Regions from separate parts of the Mus musculus genome. Here all the other regions are linked to region 1. A link is a contact called in public Hi-C data. All regions are on one chromosome and are shown on one strand. Each heading gives the region's core, a stretch centred on a gene start, on an enhancer-like site or on the middle of the called end of the contact. The rest is flanking DNA. Distances are from core to core; before and after follow the strand shown.

Evidence for each region. A called contact is a pair of places that touch in the nucleus more often than the background predicts.
Region 2: a Hi-C map of B cells shows a contact between it and region 1, with 7 read pairs. The contact joins two enhancer-like sites.
Region 3: a Hi-C map of B cells shows a contact between it and region 1, with 6 read pairs. The contact joins two enhancer-like sites.

What each region holds. Positions count from the first base shown.
Region 1 is chr4:44,014,632-44,018,600 of GRCm38.p6, reverse strand. All of the region lies in intron 2 of Clta (clathrin, light polypeptide (Lca)), which reads right to left. Among named protein-coding and RNA genes, the nearest start is that of Clta, 12 kb to the right of the region's middle. Within about 2 kb of position 2,265, at least 22 of the 459 cell types and tissues checked have an H3K27ac peak or open chromatin away from gene starts, as enhancers often do. A contact at or near this core is called in B cells, where this site is marked.
Region 2 is chr4:44,971,297-44,975,265 of GRCm38.p6, reverse strand. The region is part of intron 1 of Gm12679 (a long non-coding RNA gene); the gene reads left to right. Among named protein-coding and RNA genes, the nearest start is that of Gm12679, 5.3 kb to the left of the region's middle. Within about 2 kb of position 1,630, at least 60 of the 459 cell types and tissues checked have an H3K27ac peak or open chromatin away from gene starts, as enhancers often do. A contact at or near this core is called in B cells, where this site is marked.
Region 3 is chr4:44,904,216-44,908,184 of GRCm38.p6, reverse strand. All of the region lies in intron 5 of Zcchc7 (zinc finger, CCHC domain containing 7), which reads right to left. Among named protein-coding and RNA genes, the nearest start is that of Gm12678, 38 kb to the left of the region's middle. Within about 2 kb of position 2,039, at least 73 of the 459 cell types and tissues checked have an H3K27ac peak or open chromatin away from gene starts, as enhancers often do. A contact at or near this core is called in B cells, where this site is marked.

The DNA.
Region 1 (3,969 bases), core at 1,016-3,515:
GTGGGGGAAGGGAGCCGGAAAGATGGCACAGTGTAAGAGCACTGGAGGCCCTCTGAGAATGCAGGTTTGATTCCCAGCACCCACAGGGCAGCTTAAAACCATCTGTAACTCCAGTTCCAGGAGATCCAATGGTCTCCTTGTGTCTTCATGGGTACCAGGCACCCTAATGGTGTAGAAACATGCACACAGGCAAAACGCTCATATACCCAATTTAAAAAAAAAATTGCCTGACACCCTGAGTCCACTCCCTGTGACCCAAACAGTAGAAGAACAGGACTCCTGCAAGCTTGCCTCTGACCTGCACGCACACAGGGGCCAGGGTGTGGATATGAACTATCCGTGTTCATACACGCCTGTAGTGCCAGCACTCAGAAGCTGAGGCAGGAGATCAAGGGTTGTGAGACCAGCCTGGGCAAATTCCAGGTGAGCGTCAACCATACAGAAAGAAACTAAAGGTAGGTGGCATATAGCCTAATAATTCTAACAAAGGTTCCTAACAGTGAATAGAAGTATTTGGCTGGTGTAGTCCTTTGATGAATTTCTTGTTGAAGAATTGCCAGGCCACAGGGTATGTATTACTGTGAAGGTTCCTATTCTGAGGTAACGAGGTATCTGACATCTGACTTTCTTCTTTATTCAACTGTCTGAGATCTGCCTGTTTTTACTGTCTTCTGATCTCGAAATTCTCTTTATTAATAAATCTATAATACTGCAAGTATTTCCCCCATTTTGTTCACCTCCCTCCCCAGGCGCCTCTCTGTGCACCTGTGCATGCATGTGGAACTCAGGGGTTCTCATTGGATATCTTCCCCCAAGTGACTTCAACCTTATTTTTAAAGACATGGTCTGCTGGTTGGCCAGCAAGCACCAGGGATCCTGTCTCCTCCCAACTCTGGGCTTGCAGGCATCTACCACAGCAGTCAGATTTCACATGAGTACTTGGGATCTAACTCAGAGTCTCGCTTGTGCAGGATTTGAGCCATCTCCTATGTTCATCATTTGCACGTGCGCGCGTGTTTAATTGACACAGGCTTTTACTGTAGCCCAGACTGTCTTCAAACATCATGGAAAAACATCATGTTGGTGAGAATGACCTTAAACTTCGAATACTCTGCCTCCCTTCCCAAGTGCTGGGAATACAGGCCTACACCACTGTATAAGTCAGGTTATACGGTACTGGGAATTGAACCCAGGGCTTCATGCATATTAAGCAAGCACTCTACCAACTGAGCTACATCCCAACACCCCATATTGTTTTTCAACTTGGTTTATGACATTTAATCCTGAGAGTTTCAATTCAATTTGTCAGCAAATGTTACCAACTATTACTCTGTGGCTTCTGCAAGGGCTATCCCATAATAACATTTTTTTTTCTTTTATATAACTAATCACACTTTATTTAAGCCATCAGGTTTGACAGCGGGGGCCTTTCGCCCACTGAGCCATCTCACTGGTGTTTCTGCCGGTACTTTAAAGAATGTCTGTCTCACCTGGAATCTGTTTTTGTGTAAGGTAGAAGAGTGAGATACTCTTCGACCCCTGAGCCTCCGATGGCTAGCCCGACCAGTCCTACAGTATGGTTAATAGATTACAGCGAGCACTGTTAATACGGTTCAGCCTAGGGACAGCGCCAAAAGACGACTTTGGCCACTACTCTAATAAAACCAGAGCATTGCACACTCATACTCCTAAACTACTGGCAGCCTGCCCTTTGGGTCTGAGGAATCATCCTGGCCCGGCACATGCTTTGAGCTCTTTACTAGATATTACTTTATTCTTCTGACATTCTAAAGACTTATGTATGCGTATGGGTGCTTTGCCTGTATGTATATGCAGGCCACTGTGTATACAATGCCGGCAAAGACAAGAAGAGGTAATCAGATCCCCAGAAACTGCAGTTCCAGCTACCATGTGATGCTAGGAACTGCAGCTCGTAACCCCTGAGCCATCTCGATAGTCTTCTCATTCTTACATCAATCAGATGACCCAAGTCAAAGAACAGTCTACAGAAACAAAGGAATTATATCTATGGACTTTGATTTAAGACAACTCCACTAACACCAATGATGCAGAAAACTTTCTCAGGCATCTTAAGAAGTCCAGAAAGAAGGCAGGCAGAGTGGGGCACACCTTTAATCCCAGCCCTTGGGAGGCAGAGGTGGGCAGATCTCTGTGAGTTATAGACCAGCCTGATCTTCAGAGTGAGTTCCAGTACAGCCAGGGCTACACAGAGAAACTCTCTCAAAAAAACCAATAAAGGGAAGTCCAGAAAGCCACAGAGGCCACTCAAGCAGAGCAGCCCACGCTTTAGCCCCAGAACCTCGGGGACAGAAGCAGGTGATTCGAGTTCTGCCAGCCTTATTTATAGCAAGTTCCAGAACTACAGGAACAGACCCTGACTCAAACCACCACCCCATCCCCGCAAGAAGAAAATAACCAAGGGCAGAGTAAAGTTTCCATGGAGCAAGGCAACTTTAACCTTATGTTTATGTCAGCAAGTGAAGTCAGGCAGACCTAGGGCTGCATCCTAGCTGAGCCGAGGATTAGCTTGTACCTTAGAGCACAGCTTAGCTTGCACAGTAACCAGGTCTCATCCGAAACCTGCGACACCGCAGCCTCGCTGGCGGATGCTGCATGGATCCAGAGGCATGCGGAGTGTTTGGATGCAGTAAATGCACAGCATATTTAAATATCATGTGTAACACTCTTTAATTTCTTTCTTCCATTTCTACCAATAAAATTAATCTCCCTCCAGAAAAACAACCTTTAATTCATCTCTCTTGGCTTGTCAGAAACACCGTGCCTGTGACCACACGCTCTGTCGTCCACCAATAAATACTTTCTATATCCTCTCCTCCAGCCCCCACCACTGAGGGATATTTTTCAATATCTGACTTGCCCCACCTCCTTCCTAACCATCTGTTCTTCATGACTACCCCAGCCACTTCACCGGGTTGGTTACCTATCCCTAAACATATGTCTTGGCCCAGCCTTCTGTTTAACCTGTGGGCATCTCCCATGGGCATTTTCCCTGCAGAGGGAGCAAGTTTACGTCTTTTTTTTTTTTTTTAATCTGTCCCTCTGGAAAGTACATGAAGCAGAGCTCCCACCTACTCTTTCAATTTACTCGGTATACCCCAAAGCCTTCAAGCCTTTTTTTTTTTTAAAGACTTATTTATTATATGTAAGTACACTGTAGCTGTCTTCCGACACACCAGAAGAGAGCACCAGATCTCATTACAGATGGTTGTGAGCCACCATGTGGTTGCTGGGATTTGAACTCAGGACCTTTAGAAGAGCAGTTGGTGCTCTTAACCGCTGAGCCATTTCTCCAGTCTGCCTTCAAACCTTTTAACGCCTCTTCCTACTTCCAGAAAAACAGTAGCTAAAATTCACTGACTGCTTACTACACACCAGTAAGCAATCACAGACAAATTGATGTGATTCTAAAACACCTTGTGGTATATATTATGTACCTTAACAGAGAAGAAAGCAGGCTAAGCCGTGACAGTCGTTACATAAATCGCCTAAACTCGCCCTCAAGCAGCAGGATAGCCTGAATCCCAGCCACTACTGTGTTGAGTATGAAAGTTGTCAACTCCCAAGAGGAAGTGCTGAGATTACACTATTACTGCCCTCAACACACTGTCAGGAGCTGGCATTAAGTCGTTAAATGCTTAGTTCATAAAAACGTCTTTCCCAGGAACTAAGTCAGCAACCACCTCTTTCCTTCCCTTTGCTGAAAAAAAAAAAAAGCACAACTGTGCAGCCTCTCCGTTTTATCCTCCCAACTGCCTAGCAGGGCTCTTTCTGCCTACCTATTTGTCAAACACATGAGCACCTACTATAGACCAGACACTTACACGATCGATCCAAATGTGACACTGAACACATACAACACTGCCCGTAGAATGATAGACTCTTCTATGGATGCTACTTCTCCCAATTCTTGCCTTCCCGACACACCCA
Region 2 (3,969 bases), core at 381-2,880, 960 kb before region 1:
GTCGGGGCTGGTGAGATGGCTCAGCAGTTAGGAGCGCCGACTGCTCTTCCAAAGGTCCTGAGTTCAAATCCCAGCAACCACATGGTGGCTCACAACCATCCGTAATGAGATCTGATGCCCTCTTCTGGAGTGTCTGAAGACAGCTACAGTGTACTTACATATAATAGAAAAAAAAAAAAAAAAAGGTAATCTGTCCTCTGCAGGCTAAATTCCAAACTCTGCTTGCGTTCCCTCTGTTTGTTGGACCGGACTTTACTCATGTCTGCTTAGCCCACTAGCATTTTAAGCTATAAAATACATTTTATTGACATCAGAGTTTTGCTATGTACCCCAGGCTGATCCAAATGCACCCCCCCTGGCATGTTAGAATTACAGGCCTGCACTATCATATCCAGCTTAACATTCATTTTAATCTCAAGTACAGTAAGTCCCTATGGAAGAAATGTTAAATGCTGTGAACACCTTCTCCCTTCACAGTAAATCCCTGGTTTTTTTTTTTTTTTTTTTTTTTTTTTTTTTTTCAGAAGCAGCCTCCTGTGGAAAGCCATATTGAATTGAAGGTCCCTTCTCAGTGCCCACAGACCTCTAAGATGCCTGAGGTTGGGGGTTCCTGTACCCCACACTGGGCCATGAGTTTCTTGAGTTCAAAAACCTCTTGGCCACCGTCTTTGGCAAGCAACATAGTATCAAGCTTGCCAAAGGACCGGATTTGTCTGTGATGGAAGGGCTAAGGAACACCCAGGCTTGGTCACCGCCCAGCCAGCCTTGAGGTTGGACAACAAAGAGGAGGGGCAGAAAGAAATCAGAAATCGCTGAGGCAGAGGTTAGGAGTCAGTCTTCTAGGGCCTCGTGTGGTTCCTCGGGGAGTTTTAAAGTCAGAAACACGGGGCAAGTGGCTGTTAGTTGAGGCAGGAGGAGCCGTCTTGCAGCCATAGGCTGGACAACAGGGGCATGACAGGTCCATGGAGTCTGAGTGGGGAGGTGCGATTCCAGGGTGGCCTCGGGATGAAAGCCCGCACACCCTCTCACTTGTGCCTATGATGGGTGGGCATCTAGAGGCCGCGGGGTTGTTTATCTCCAGCAAGTCCACCCTATTACATCACCTTCAGAAGCCCTCCTGTCGACTGTGAGGAAGTGACCCTCTGTGTGGTGGGGAGAGCCATGGAAGGGCGCTGCTGGGACCTCTACTGCGGGGCCTCGGTCCTCTAGCCACAGAGAGTGTATTGTGCTGACAGTGGGCTCTTTCTGGGAGAACAAACCTGGCCAGTGCCAGACTCAGATGCAAACCCGAGGCCTGAGTAGACCCAGGCTCCTGACTGTGCAGGTGAGAGGCAGACGAGAAGTCTGTCATTCTAGCGATGCCACGACCGGATTTACAGATAACGTGGTGGGATATGTGCGAGCGTGGGGGTGTTGCTCTGTGGAAACAGGCAGATTTTGCAGCTTGTTGTCATTGCTGGGGCATCGTGAGAAGTTGGCTGCTCAAAACATTGGGGCCACAGACTGGCTGGGTGACATCTGGCACAGCCCTTCTGTCTAGTTGGGAGAAATCACTGAGATCTCTTCGTGGGCGGCAGGTGCCAAGTCCTGGACCAGATCTTCAGGAGCCGGAGGCACAGTGGGATTAGCTTACACCGCACCCTGCTGGCCAGGGGACGAAATACATCCGTGGCATGTTCCTAGCCTTGTTGGGCTCTGCCGCCTCCTGGTGTTCATCCTCACTTTTGTGACACAAGTCCCTGCAACCCCTCCCCTGCAGGCAAGCCCTGGGTCTCTCTGACTTTTGTTGGAGGTGCGGAGGGATTTGAACCCAGATCCTGCTCGGTCCTTGGCGACTTTTTCTAATCACCTAGCTTCTGTTAGATCCTCGGACTGGGCTCCACCCTCCACTTCTGGAATCTGGAGGCTTGCAGGCTTGTACTAACCTGAAAGCCCTCCTAGACTCCCCAGCAGCTGTCTCAGAGTCCTGTGTCACTCCGTTCCCTACTGTCCTCAGCTCTGTCCAGCCTTTGACCCATTGCAAGACCCCAAAGTTATCCCTGTCACCTGGCTTTCTCCCAGCACTTGCCCAGCACACTCAGGCATAGAGTAGCCGAGCTGAGCCTTTTGCCTAGAGACACCTGGTGGACCAAGCACCCACACCCACGGGCTCAGCTCAGAGTATGGTCTGCTTTCCCAGCCAGGGGAGGGGCTACAGGAGGAGACAACTCGAAGATGCATTTCAATACTAGGCTTGCACAGGTACCTGTAAACTCATCAAAAGGTCAAATCTCAGATATAGAGTTATGTACTTCCCAACTTTATACAATACATGGTTAGCAAAAGGATACATTGTCCTAATGTATCCTAATGTGCTGTTTCAGTTAACTAACATTTACTACCTGAATGAATGTCCCTCATGCATACTGTGGAGGTTTGAATGAGAATGGCCCCATAGCCTCAGATATTTGAATGCTAGGTCCCCAGCTGATGAACTGTTTGGGAAGGATTAGGAGGTGTGGCCTTGTTAGAGGAGGTGTGTCACTGGGTGTGGGCTTTGAGGTTTCAGCATCCCAGTTTCAGTCTCTCTCTCTCTCTCTCCCACTGTGATGATAATGGAGTAACCCTCAGAAAGTATAAGCAACCCCCCAATTAAATGTTTCCTCTCATAAATTGCCTTGGTCATAGTGTCTCTTATTAGCATTAGAACAGTAACTATAGACAGCTAGTTGTTTGTTCAACAAATGGTTAACACAATTAACATTATCCCAACATGCCACTACAGTTAACATTAACCACCTGCATGAATATCCCTTATTACACACGTTAGCAGAAAAGCCCACATCATATTCTGTGATCAAAATTAGCTTTATGTGAAGTAGAACTTAAAATGAGTTCTTGTTGCTATGGTAGTGGCGGCTTTTATTTTTTTACGAAAGGGTCTCATGTACCTAGACAGGTCTCAAACTTACTGTGCAGCCAAAGATGGCCTTGAACTCATGATCCTCCTGCCTCTGCCCACCAAGTACTTGATTACAGGTCTGTACAGCTGTTGTCTGGCGTGTTTTTCTTTTTATGTATTTTATTTCTGAGGCAGGTTCTATTTTCCCTAGCCCAGGCTGGTCTCAAAAATCTCGATTTTCCTACATTATCCCCATGAGAGCTGAGATCACTATGCACAGCAAGATTTAAGATTATCCCACAAATGTTTCATCATTATCACCACCACCACCACCATCACCACCATCATTTTGAGTCAGGGTTTTACTATGTTGTCCTGTCCAGATAGGAACTCACTGTATAGATCTGACTGCTGTTGAATTCATGGCAATCCTCCCGCTGTTACCTCTGGAGTGCTGGGATTACAGGCTATGGCCATCACTACAAATCTTGGGGGCCACTAACCTTTCAACAATGCTCTCTCCAGACGCAGAAAAGATGGAGAGCAACTTAATCCTGAGACTGGCCACAGAACTCAGGGTTCCTTGTGGGCTTTGGACAAGACACTGCTTCTGTTAGGACCTTGCTTCTTCCTGAAGCATGAAGCTGATGTGGCAGAGGCCAGCCCACCTCCTCTTCAAAGGGCTGGATAGTAAATGTCTTCAGCTTTCAGGCCTGTGGTCTCTGTTGTAACTCCTCAGCACTGTGGTGACAAGCACAAAGGCTGCCTCAGATAATGCAGATGAGTGCCAATAAAACTTTATATAGTGACTGCTGAAATGTCAACATCATCTCTTTCTCATGTATCCCAAAGTGGTTGTTAGATTTTTTTTTTTTCTGAGCATGATCCACTTTTACTACGGTAATCTACAGGTGACCAGAGTTAGCCCACAGGGGTCATTTATCCCCAACGCGCTGTGTTCCCCGACTTCCACGCGTGTATGAGATATGCCTTGTTAAAAGGCAGATTCTGATTGAGCGCATTTGAGGAATGGGAATTCTGCCTTTCCTATGCGCTCCACGCAGTTGTGGCTCCAGCTACATTCCGAG
Region 3 (3,969 bases), core at 790-3,289, 890 kb before region 1:
GGCCGTAACTCAGTTAAACTGGTAAATCAAGAGCAGTGGTCTAGATCTGTAAGACTAACCTAGAGTGTCTTTTAAAAGAGCACCACTTTTAAGATGCTTTAACTGTGCAGTGTACTTATCTGTAATGTCTGTTGGTGCTAACTTAAAACTTAATGAAAAAGAGAATAAAAAAGGAAAGCCAAGCCAAACCAAAGAAAGCAAAATCCCTAAAATCTATAGCCTTTCTCTTATACATCAAAATTTTACATGTTCATATTTATCGAGAAATAATCTAAAAACAAAACAATGAAACCTCAAAAAATCTGTTCAAGATGAACTTACTGAAATCAGAATAGATAACAAAAATCCTCAGCACCAGGAACAGACACCAGCAAGAGACCCTTTTCCTGAGTCACACACTGATCTCTCCCAGAGGAAACTGTCTCTAGCAGCACTGTTTCGCTCATCAGTTAACCATCCTTACAGAAGAAGAATGTTTTAACAGTAACTATGCACAGCAAAATCTCTACTGAAAATACCACATATGTAGTTAGAACAAAGATATATAACTCAGGTGAAAAAGCACACATTATATACTTTAGGCTTAACTAGCCTGTGCAATTTTCTATAGGAAAGCATGTAAATTAAAATGTCCAGTGGTCTTCCTCCCAGTTCTAGCGGCATATTCATCAAATATGTAGTATCTGGAAAACCCATTACTTAAGTCAATGATTTCTCTACTAGTAATGCTAACTGAAAGAAAAATACTTTTATAAAATTAAAAGTAGCTTTTTTGGTTCTCAGGTTAAGGATGACACACTCAAACATACTTACATACAAAACTTAATGTACGATATATCTTCAAGTACTCACTTCCTGCCTTCTGGCATAAAACTTTTGCTATGTACATATAATTTGAGTTCAATTACTATAGAGATAGCAAGCAGTTATTTATACATTAGTTATGGATAGTTCTTGATTACCACAGTATCCTCAGAATAATATGGTTGAAAAATCACAATCACTGAGTTGTCATAGACTGGCAGAATGCTACTCTACCATGTGACCTTTTCTGGTGTAGTAGCAATTTAGTAATAAAGAATTCCTTAGTTTTTGAACAATCATCTGATTGCCCTGTACAGGAAGATGATGACTGATATGGGAGTGGATGATATGAAACTTCTTCTCTTTTATTAGATAACAGTACTACAATTAAAAAAGACTTCAAAGCAGAGGTCATTGGAGAGCATACATGTTAATTCTAAATACAAAATGTAACCGCAATCATTAATCAAAATTTAAAATCCTATTTTTCCTACATGCTAAACTTTGGTGACTTCTTTTTAACACTCCTGAGTATTGTACACAGAGATATTTTAAAAATTCTCAGCAAGCAGAATGGCTAAGCATGGAAAATTTAGATAGAATAAACTTCTAAAGAAAGAAGCTAACTACTGCAAGTGAAAACTTGGTCTGATTAAAACATTTAGACTGAATGGGTAGTCAGCTGAAGTGAAAACACACACAGCATCATCATGCAGTCCTGGCCCACGGCTCCCACCTTCCTGGCATTTAGGTAGATGAACACCAGAACACACACAGCGCACTCGTACATCTGTTTCGGCAATGTGGTTCACTGCTTGCCAACTTTTGCCCAACTAGTTTTCCTGTCTATTGTACTTTGGATAATAAACATACATGAATAACTGAGTGTTATTATTCATAACATTCAAAGATGAATCAACATACTTTGCCATGCCAGATGAATTGAGAGTTTATATTGTGCATTTTGAACCATATTGAATTTTATCAGGTGCTAATTATTGTTTTATGAGAACAACGGCTTAGTGCATCTGTTGTTTAATTCCCACTTCCCTATTCTCAAATGCGTACATCAAAGAAAATAAAACACTCAATCTTAAACAGCCCCTGACAGCAGACCAAGACTCAAGTGCTCAACAGACAAGGCCCTTGCCACCAGTTCTCATATTTCCACAACAATGAACAAACACAAAACAAGGCTAAGCGGCCTTTCCTCCTCCTCAGCTCCCCTCGGCCAGTTGTCTGCCTTGTACTGAGGGAGCCTGGAACGCAGCCCTGCTGGGAGCACAGCACAGGAGAAAGGATTAGCCTTACTAACATGCGAGCATTTGCAAAAGGGAAGAAAAAAACCCCCAGTACTGTATTTGGTATATGAATAACCAAAATGTATGAGCTGACAAGAGACCAGGACAGGCCTGTGGCTCCCCGGGAGAAAATGTAGCTGTGATGAGTGACAGGGCTTTCAGGAAATATGTTCACAATCACAGACAGTGAAGGCCATGACCTAGATCGTTTAAGAGCTTGTCTTGTCAAATTATCAAAAGCTTCTTCCTCTCTGAATAAAGAGTGACATAAGTGAGTGTCAGGAAGCTGCAGGCTGACAAGCCAAGCATACAATAACAGAATGCACGTCACATACATGCTCACCACCGCCACTGCTAGCGGCAAATCTTAATGAGAGCGCGGCCAGCCCAGGAGACTTGGGTCCCTGCTGGCACAGCTACTCATCTCACAAAAATCCTTCAGCTCCAAGTCAGTTAGGCTCTGACACGACAACTACAATTACGAAACACAACTTTTTAACAGAATCCTCTGGTGCTTTGTCAAAGCCTCTGCTGTTAAGAGCTGGCCCCTTAAGTCACTGCAGCAAAACAAAAGATTTAATAAAACAAGCAATGCTTATCAATGCTGAATAACTTAAATTAAAAAAAATAAAGAGAATAATTTTGTTTAAAATCTGTTGACTGAGAAGTGATGGCAAGAAAAATAATCCCATCTCTGGAATGACTGTGAGTGTGAGTCTCCCCACACACTGATGCTGTTTTAAGCACCTTCCATTGCAAGGGACAGCCCTACACTGAAACCTGGTCAGCAGACTCTTCACAAAGACTCTCAAGTCATCCAACTGTCCAAACACTTGCCTAACCACCGTGTATGCATGGGGTTCTCCCGATATATTTATGTGAGCTGGAGTTTATCTTAGGAGGGAAGAAAATTAAGAGAATATTCTAACATTTACCTTAAACCAAAATTCTACATAAAGACAGCTCTAAGGTCTAACATTACAGAAATCTACAATTAAAATTCAAAATGTTTTAAGATTGTTTACTATATTTCTACTTTGCATAAAAATGGCTATTCTTGGTAAGGAGATAAATACATAAACACAAATAGGTTTAGACATATATTCAACACCTATAGTGTGGCAATGTATACAGAATCTATATATTTTTCAGCAATAAGTATGAAAATCCATTCACTGATCACTACCTCAAAGCTGCTTCCCAAATGAACTAGACTCCATAAAACTAACTTTTGATTTAAAGTCAAATTTTAGTCAGTGTTTATACTCAAAATTCTCTATAATCAGGAAAACTAACAAGCTATTTTTTTTTTTTGCAGAAAATATTCTCTTTTTTTGTATTCTCCTAAGTTAAGTGTAGTTATAAGGGCATAAAGTTTGTTAAATTATATTTCAGTTTTATTGGAAATGCAATTGTCCTACTTTACAGAAAAATATTTAAAATTGATCACAAAAGACCCTCAATATACTCACACACACTCAGTTCTCTTATGTAACATTTTCTTTAGAAAAAGAGTTTTTTAATAAGGAATCACAATGTCTGGAGATACTCTGATTCTAGATGACTGACATATGTTTGTTTATTTTACAAAGAGCTGCTAATTCTCTGACACTGCTTTTAGCTAAGGAAAATGAAACGTCAAACAATAGGAGAAAAAGAAGACAATGAGTCATGCGAGCACAACAGCTAACATTAGATATGCAGAACCAAAGAAAAGGCTGGGTTCAAATCCTGGCCCTGCTACTTACTGTCCTAGGCAAATTACATACTGCTGCGTCTCGGCTTTTGTATTTATGAAACAGGGCTCCCAGAACTCTCTCAATGTGCTGCTGTGATGGTTAGAGCTGAGAAGATTAATTCTTTA